Regions from separate parts of the Mus musculus genome. Here region 2 is linked to region 1. The links are chromatin contacts, called in public Hi-C maps. All regions are on one chromosome and are shown on one strand. Each heading gives the region's core, a stretch centred on a gene start, on an enhancer-like site or on the middle of the called end of the contact. The rest is flanking DNA. Distances are from core to core; before and after follow the strand shown.

Evidence for each region. Hi-C and Micro-C count contacts between places; a contact is called where the count stands out from the background.
Region 2: a contact with region 1 is called in a Hi-C map of cerebral cortex, with 5 times the contacts expected there. The contact joins two enhancer-like sites. A contact is called at or near these places in 1 of 15 datasets of contacts at CTCF or cohesin (pro-B cells), 7 of 484 Hi-C or Micro-C datasets (bone marrow-derived macrophages, cerebral cortex, cortical neurons and 2 more), 8 of 115 datasets of contacts at active chromatin or transcription factors (the NIH/3T3 cell line, bone marrow-derived macrophages, embryonic basal ganglia and 5 more) and 1 of 9 other capture datasets (bone marrow-derived macrophages).

What each region holds. Positions count from the first base shown.
Region 1 is chr13:52,272,705-52,276,805 of GRCm38.p6, forward strand. No RefSeq gene overlaps it. Among named protein-coding and RNA genes, the nearest start is that of Gm33116, 41 kb to the left of the region's middle. Within about 2 kb of position 1,622, at least 27 of the 459 cell types and tissues checked have an H3K27ac peak or open chromatin away from gene starts, as enhancers often do. A contact at or near this core is called in cerebral cortex and cortical neurons, where this site is marked.
Region 2 is chr13:52,499,441-52,503,342 of GRCm38.p6, forward strand. No RefSeq gene overlaps it. Among named protein-coding and RNA genes, the nearest start is that of Diras2, 29 kb to the right of the region's middle. Within about 2 kb of position 2,386, at least 32 of the 459 cell types and tissues checked have an H3K27ac peak or open chromatin away from gene starts, as enhancers often do. A contact at or near this core is called in cerebral cortex and cortical neurons, where this site is marked.

The sequences.
Region 1 (4,101 bases), core at 372-2,871:
GGTAGTCCTGGGTTCTATAAGAAAGCAAGCTGAGCAAGCCAGGGGAAGCAAACCAGTAAGTAACGTCCCTCCATGGCCTCTGCATCAGCTCCTGCTTTCTGACCTGCTTGAGTTCCAGTCCTGACTTCCTTTGATGATGAACAGCAGTGTGGAAGTGTAAGCTGAGTAAACTCTCCCCTGCCCTCAACTTGCTTCTTGGTCATGATATTTTGTGCAGGAATAGAAACTCTTGACTAAGACATCCTCCCCACCCCCTCCCCCAGCCCTAGGCTCGCTCTCAGCTCTTCGACTCCCATTGATGCTTGGATGTCTGATGTCTGGGAACCACCACAGGCCCTGGCCTCATCGCAGACCTGGGGACCCCGGACACTTTGTTCCTGACTTCTCTGTGCAGTTCTCTAAGGCAACTGGAGCCCTGGAAGTCAGGAAATACCAGCTTTGGCTTTCTCCCCACTCTCAGACTGTGTTTTCCCACCCCCTGAGCCGTGCTCTGTGTTTTTCTTAAACCCAACACCTGACCACAACAGTGTGGGATAATCACAGTCAAGCTCTCAAAATTTTGCCTCCCCAGTGGCCATGCCCAGCAGCCGGGCAGAACGCAGAGCCACACCCTGAACAAAAATCACACATGCCTTAGAAAATAATCAAAACCCTTTCTATTCTTGCCCTATGTGACTTTGGACCAGCTTACTTGAAAAGTTTTGTTTGTTTGAAAGATTTATTTTATATATGCTTATATGTGTGGCATACCTGTGTGTGAGTTTACACAACTGAAGGCAGGTAGGTGCCTGCGGAGACCAGAAGGGGAAACCACATACCCGGGAGCCGGAATTATAGGCAGTAATGGGCAGCGTGATAGGGATGCTGGGAACTGAACTCTGGTTTCTTCGAAAGAGAAGCATGTGCTCTTAACCACTAAGCCACCTCTCCAGCTGCTACTTGGAAAGCTTTAATTAGTTCATCACAACCGAGAACACACTAGCAATCGGCGTGGTTGGTGTTGGGTGTTTCTTCACTCCGCAACAGAAGGAATCAAAGCCCTCTGTGCTAAGCCCCAATGATGCCACCTCTGCATTTGAAACATGAACTTTGAGGGCTGGGTAGATGGCTCAGCAAGGAAAGAGGCCTCCAGTTAAGCCTAACAACTGAGTTGTACCCCAAGGGAGAGACCTAACATAGAGAGCCAGGTCCCTTCTGACTCTCCACTTGTTCTTTGCACCCCTCCCGCTAACACAAATAAATCTAACAAACACGCTGAAGGACAAACTTTGCCGTCGCTTCCACAGATGCCGTGTGGATTTTAAGCCTGGGGGAAGATGGCGTGTAGGTTTCCTGCTATTCTAGGATTTCTCCGGGGGTGGATTTCTGTGATGGAAAGTGGAAGACTCGTCTCTGCCGAGGGTTGGTGGGATGATGGAGGAGGCTCACTGTGAACTGCTGAGATTTCTCACATAGTGTGGAGAATGGTTACCAAGCAGAGGTAGGGGTGGCATGGGGTGGGGGGAACAAAAGGTGTCCGTTTACGGAAAGACTTGAGGTGGGATGTGGGGAACTGATAAGCTCTGTCAAGAACAGTCTTGCCAACCTGTAACTTCACAGGTGATGGGTCTTTATTGACCTCTGCCTTTGTGCCAGGCACGGTTCCTGATGGCATATTAGCAGGAGCTAAGTTAACAGCCTCAGGGATGCAGTTTCATCACGTGAGTGGGATCATGGAAAATGGGGCCAGAGGGTGAGATTACTGAGCAACAATGAGCACAGAAAGACACCCAGAGAAATCCCTACCGTGATGAACAGCTTGACCCACTCTGGGAAATCTTATATTTCCTGTATTAATTGAGTTATGAGTGCATGTATGGGTATACATGTATATGTGTATTGTGTATGTGTGTGTGTGTGTGCGCAAGTGCACTTGTGTGATTGAAGGCATGTGTACAGCTGTACAAAGAGAGGTCAAAGGTCATCCCTTAGGAGCCACCCACGTTGGGTTTTAATTTAAAAAAAAAGATTTATTCATTTATGTGCATGCATAATTGCTGGCATGAGATCCTGTGCCCCATGTGCACGAAGGAGCCCCTGGAGGCCAGAAGAGGGCATTCCCCTGAAACCATAGTTAGGGGTATTTATGAACCACCATGTGGGTGCTGGAACCGGACCTGGGTCCTCTGCAACTGCTGAGCTATCCCTATCCCTTGCTTTTGAGACAGGGTCTCTCACTGGGACCTGGGGTTTTCTGATGACAGTGGGTAGAGTGACCAGCAAGTCTTAGGATCTGCCAATTCCCACCCCCATCCCCCACCCCCAGTGCTGGGATTACAAGGCTACAATGGTGCCCCTGACTTTTTATACCATGTTGGGGGATTGAACTCAGGTTCTCCTGCTTGGGTGGCAAGCGCTTTCTCAACCTGAGCGATCATCCCAGACCTTCGTTGCAGGAAGCTGATGTGTAGGCAGGACTGGCTTTGGAAGAGCAGAAAGTAACTGGACCGTGACAGCTTATGTGGCTTGCCTGTCCTCTGGAGTTCGGGTTTGCCTGTCTCTGTCTCTGCTAGTTGTCTCTAGCCCATAGGGAGACACGCCAGGAGCAGATTGTTTGAGTAACCGGGCTGGAAAGAGCTGCAGAGGTGGTGGTATACCCTTCATTTATAACATGCAGTGGGTTCCTAGAGATTCTGGGAGTGCCTGCCAATGCTCTAGGCACCAGACACAGATCCTGAACACTTTGAGCTTGTTGGTAGAGCAGGGAAATGTGGAAGAAGCCAGCCCATAAACCCACAGATTGGAAGACGCGAGTACAGGTTGGTTGTGTGTTGTGGGGTGTGGGGGTGTGTGCTGACACAGCAGTGGGCCAGGGGCAGCTGTTTTCAGGGTAGCTTTCTTCTGTCTGTCTTCTTTATGTGTCTTCAGAACTCATTCTGGTACCTGCCTGTTTGGACTTCACCCTGGTGTGACTGTCACATTTCTGACCTCTATCTACAGTCTGGAAGGTCAGGTTTTGCACCTAGGTCATGGTCACACACTGACCCCAGACAAAAGGTGATTTTTTTTTGTGAATTTAAGTGATTCCTTCCCAGATGTCAAGCTCCCTGAGAGTCAGCTTCACACCACTGCTCTTTCTAAGCCTTACAGGTAGGGGGCGCACTAAAACAAGTTTTCCGATTCAGAGGGTTGCGCTGTGTGATATAGGTCTACTTAGCAACAGAGTGCTAGGGAAATGTCCGCGTGCAAGACCTGACTCACACTACCTCTCCACCTTTGTTCAACCCAGAGCCCAGAGTGGGTTCAGGAAGTCGATTTCTAGCACATATACATTGCCCATGATTCTCATGAGCAGAGGGGTCCAGCGATCCTTTTATGTACGGGTGTGTGTGTGTGGGGGGGGGGGGTGGGGTGCGGTGGGGAAGCTGGTTCTCTGGGTTCCTAATTTGCACGGAAGGCCTCTCTGTGAGGCTCAGTGGGGATCCAGAGGCAACTAGGGACAGCCTGCTGGGTCACCTCTGCTGTGCGGGTTCTCACTTTATCACTTATGCAGGTGGTGTGACCCTGTCTCTTTTCTTTACTTGATTCCAATGGCAGTGAGCCATGTAGCTATTTCAGTGTCCTCCTGCTGAGGGTGGGAGTGGGTTCCCTCAGCTACTGCCGCCCCCTCACAGCCGCTTTCCTGCCTCCTCATGTAACCCAGCCTTCTCTGCTGATGACCTCATACCCCCTTTTGCTGATCCTTCATTCTACTCCTTCTTATTTCATCTGATCAGTGTTTCTACCTTAATGCTTCAGTTGGGCATGGTGACCTAACATGGTGGGTTGTGTGTTGTGGGGTATGGGTGTGTGTGCTGACATAGCACACAACCCACCAAAGTCAGGTCAGCCTGGGCTATGCATGAGTTCAAAGCTAGGCTGTGAAAAACCTGTCTCCAAAACAAAACAAAACAAACATAATAAAATAAACAGAAACCACCAAAATCTGGAAACAACAGCACAAGAGCACATTTACTGTCTCCTTTGCCATCTTCAAAGCTACCAGCTTTCTAACTTGCTGACCCTTTCCACCCAGTGTCTCACCCCTGCATCCCTGCCTCAGCTTCATCAAGCACAGGGTTG
Region 2 (3,902 bases), core at 1,136-3,635, 230 kb after region 1:
AGAACTAGAAATCAAGCTTTCTCAGACTTTGACAGACTACCCATGGCTCCTAGCTGGGTTCATACTGTTCCCTCCATGCTTCACAATGAAATAGATATTATATGCAAAACTTTAAGTGGCATTTAATTACATTGCCTTGCAGAATTAGATGATGTGGAAGCTGAGTGTCTATTCCTTCACATAATCTAGGACTCTTCTTTTGAATAACAGCCTAACCATCCTTTGACTAATTGCCATGGTGACAAGCTTTAGCATTTAGAATCCCTGTCTGCCCTGAGCATGATTCCAACATCAGCTACCCCAGAACTTCCTACCTTCAACTGCCCTACCTCTCCCCTGCCTTTTCTGGTTTTTATTGATTTTCTATGACAGGCTGTCATGTAGACTAATCAGGCCTCAAACTCCCTAGGCCTTGGAGGATGACCTTGGGTTTTGGATCCTCCTGAATCTTGGGATTACATTCACGACTCCACCCAGTTTACCAGTACTGGGGATAGAATACAGGGGTTTTAACACTTGGCAAGCATCCTATTAACTGAGCTACATCCCTACTCCATCATTCCTTTCATTAACAAGGAACTAAGCTACTTTTCTTCTACCTTCTGGATAGGAATCCTCTTGCCCTCAAGACCATATTCAACAAAACCTCCTGCAGCAAGACTCAAAAGTTCATGAGACTTTGTCCTTCTGGTCTTGTCTAAATCCACAGCAAATGGATATTGTGTAGAAACTGGAAATAACTGAAGCCTAGTGGGTATGCAATGTGCCACAATGAGAGGAGTGGCCCGCATGCAGGTGCCAGCCTTGTCTTACTACATGAGGTCCTGTTTCTTATTCTCACACCTAGGGTGTCCCGTATCCTACTCTACATTGACTTCTGACTTTTCTTTATAAACGAATATCTCAGTTAAAATTATGGATTCTAGCAAACTTTATATGCCCCAGTACAGGGGAACACCAGGGCCAAAAAGGGGGAGTGAGTGGGTAGGGGAGTGGGGGTGGGTGGGTATGGGGGACTTTTGGTATAGCATTGGAAATGTAAATGAGCTAAATACCTAATAAAAATGGAAAAAAAATTATGGATTCTAGGTGGGTACAATCTAACAGAAAAACAATTTGAGTTTCCAGCTGTGATGATATTTTGACCAGATTGAGAGATGCTGAAAGGGTTGGGAATATAGTCCTCTTGGGGTGTCTGTAAAAATGCTTTCAGGAGATGCTTGCATACTAGGTCAAAGAACTGGTTATGCAAGAGTCCCTTCCAAGTGGGCAGCACTATCCATATAGGGGAGAGTCTGGATGGCACACATGAGCAGACCATTCTCTCTCTCTCTCTCTCTCTCTCTCTCTCTCTCTCTCTCTCTCTCTCTCTTTCTCTCAGGATGTAATTTTGAGACAGGGTCTCACTCTGTGTAGCTCACACTGGCCTCCAATTGATGACCCCCCCCCTGCCTTATCCCCCAAGCGCCTGGATTACAGGTGTGTGTCACTGTGACTAGATTTTGTATTGAATATTCAGCATGCAGAATTTGCAGATAAGGAGGAGGTGTGGCCCACACTCACATGGTTTTGTGCACAGAGACGATAAAGCAGATAATGAGTGGACAGTCTGCTGTGTTGCCCATTCTCACCCTTCCAGAATAGGAATTAGGAATTTGAGTTGGGACCTGTGAGTTCTATAGCTGATGCTCTTTTCCAGCAGATGAGGAGATGACCACGTTAACAATGCCAAAGAAAGCAGTAGAGTGGTAGGATAAAGCCAGGGATCCTGCAAAGCTCCCCTATGGAATAATGACCTACCCAACAGTCATTCTTCTCTTGTTGCCTTCTGCCTGTGGGCTGTCTACTGTGACTCCATTACCTGTAACCAAGCTGGAAAAATACAGACAAAAATCCCCAGGTCCCCTGGGTTGTCAGACAAGGAGACCCTCATAACCATACCCTACTAAAAAAAAAAATCTCACCACCACCATCACCCCCAGCTCTTATCTAGGAGATTTCTACTTCATGGGCCTTCTGGGGGATGACACCCAATGCCCATTACAGTCTCTGCTGCTGCTGACGGAGGGTAAGGACCTTCAGGAAGACTCCATCCCTCACTTATGTCCCTCGGTCCTGGCTGACCCAGTATCTGGAGCAAGGGTAATTTTGGCATGAGGAGGGGGAAGTCTGCTCTTGCACTGGGAGCAGGAGCCCACCACACGCCATCTCCACAGAGAACTCAAAAGGAAGGCTTCTTTAATGGGAAGGTAAATGGCAGTCTGAAGCTTCCTATATTTAGTGCTTCCTGAGAGCTGCTATTTTGGGCTATGTGTGAATGGAAGCAGACAGCCCGGAGTTTGGAGTGTAACGAGAAGCAGTAAAAATGTGACCTAAAAAAGACAGATCCCAGCAGAGCGATCCCAGACCACGTGCCGGAGATGAGTCCTCGTCCATTAGTGGAAAGCCCAGCCTGGCAGCCAGAAAAGGAAAAGAAGGCTTGGGTTTTGATGCTGGCTGGCTGGGTGCCATCTCCAGCTTCTGGCCTGGAGAATCTCTTTCTCTGGAGGATGTTGCATGTGGAAGGCACACTCGGGGACAGCGCAGGGCTGTTATGTAGTTGGTGGGCTTCTTCAATTTAAAGAGATGCTTCATCATTTCCAACCATAGTTGAAGGATTTGGCAGATGACTCTGCCTCAGCCATAGTCCTAAGATTATTCATTCATTCTCTCTCTCTCTCTCTCTCTCTCTCTCTCTCTCTCTCTCTCTCTCTCTCTCTCCCTGAAAAGGCTGTGTACTACCTCCAACAGGAATCAGCGGCCCTGTTCCAAACACATTGCAAGGCTCATTTACTCAAAGGTGATTAGGAAAAAAAAAACTCAATTAAGAGGAGTCTTCAATTCTCTGAGTGTTCTGGGGAATCTAAGTCCTTACTTGGCTTAATTAAGCTCTAGCAGGGAAACTTTTCCATTAAAACATTTTGTTCATGTGATGTGTGTGTGATGTATGTGTGTGTGTGTGTGTGAATATGCATATAATATATGTGTACATATGTAGTCTTGGTTTTGTAAGTCTAATTTAAGTCTTCTTTGATTAAGTCACCAATGATGCCTGGAGATGACTAGTGTGAAAATAGTGTCTTGCCATCTAGGAATACATGAACCTCCATGCTGTCAGACATGCCTACAAGTGTGTGCATGTATGTGTATGTCTCTCTCTCTCTCTCTCTCTCTCTCTCTCTCTCTCTCTCTCTCTGTGTGTGTGTGTGTGTGTGTGTGTGTGTGTGTGTGTGTGTGTGTGCATGCATCTTATATAATTAAGACTGGAAGGACATCTCTTGATGCTGGGATGGGATGCTCCTGAGTCTAGATCCCTTTGTAACACTTCATCTGCTCAGGGGAGTCTGATAAATAGCAACCAGAATATCTTTACACTCTGGGGAAACCAATGGGACCCACTCATAGATAGGAAAGGCTGGATAAAGCATCATTGATTGTGAAATGGGGAGGGCGGGTTGAAAGGCAGACGGGAACTGGAAGGCATGGAGTGCAGACAGCATGACCAAAAAGCTGTTCAAAAGACTTCTAAAATGGGAAAGTTTCTGCACCTTTGTATTTGCACAGAACAAATTCTGCACTGCAGACCTTCCCTATCATATGTATGCTTGCTTCCACGGAAGGCTCAGATGTGGCAAGCCAGCACCCAGCGCTTTGGGTATTGCATTAAATGAATCCCATGCCCACCCTGCAGATTCATGCCCCTTCTGCAGAAGCACAGAGTAGAAGCCAACCACAGTCACTCGGTCAGCAGCAGAGTCAGGACTATCATTTCTGGTCTGTTTACTGGATTTTTTAAAAAGCAGGCTTTATTTAACAGTCTGTGGAGTAAGAAGAATGGACAGGTGGCAGAACCCAAGTCCAGA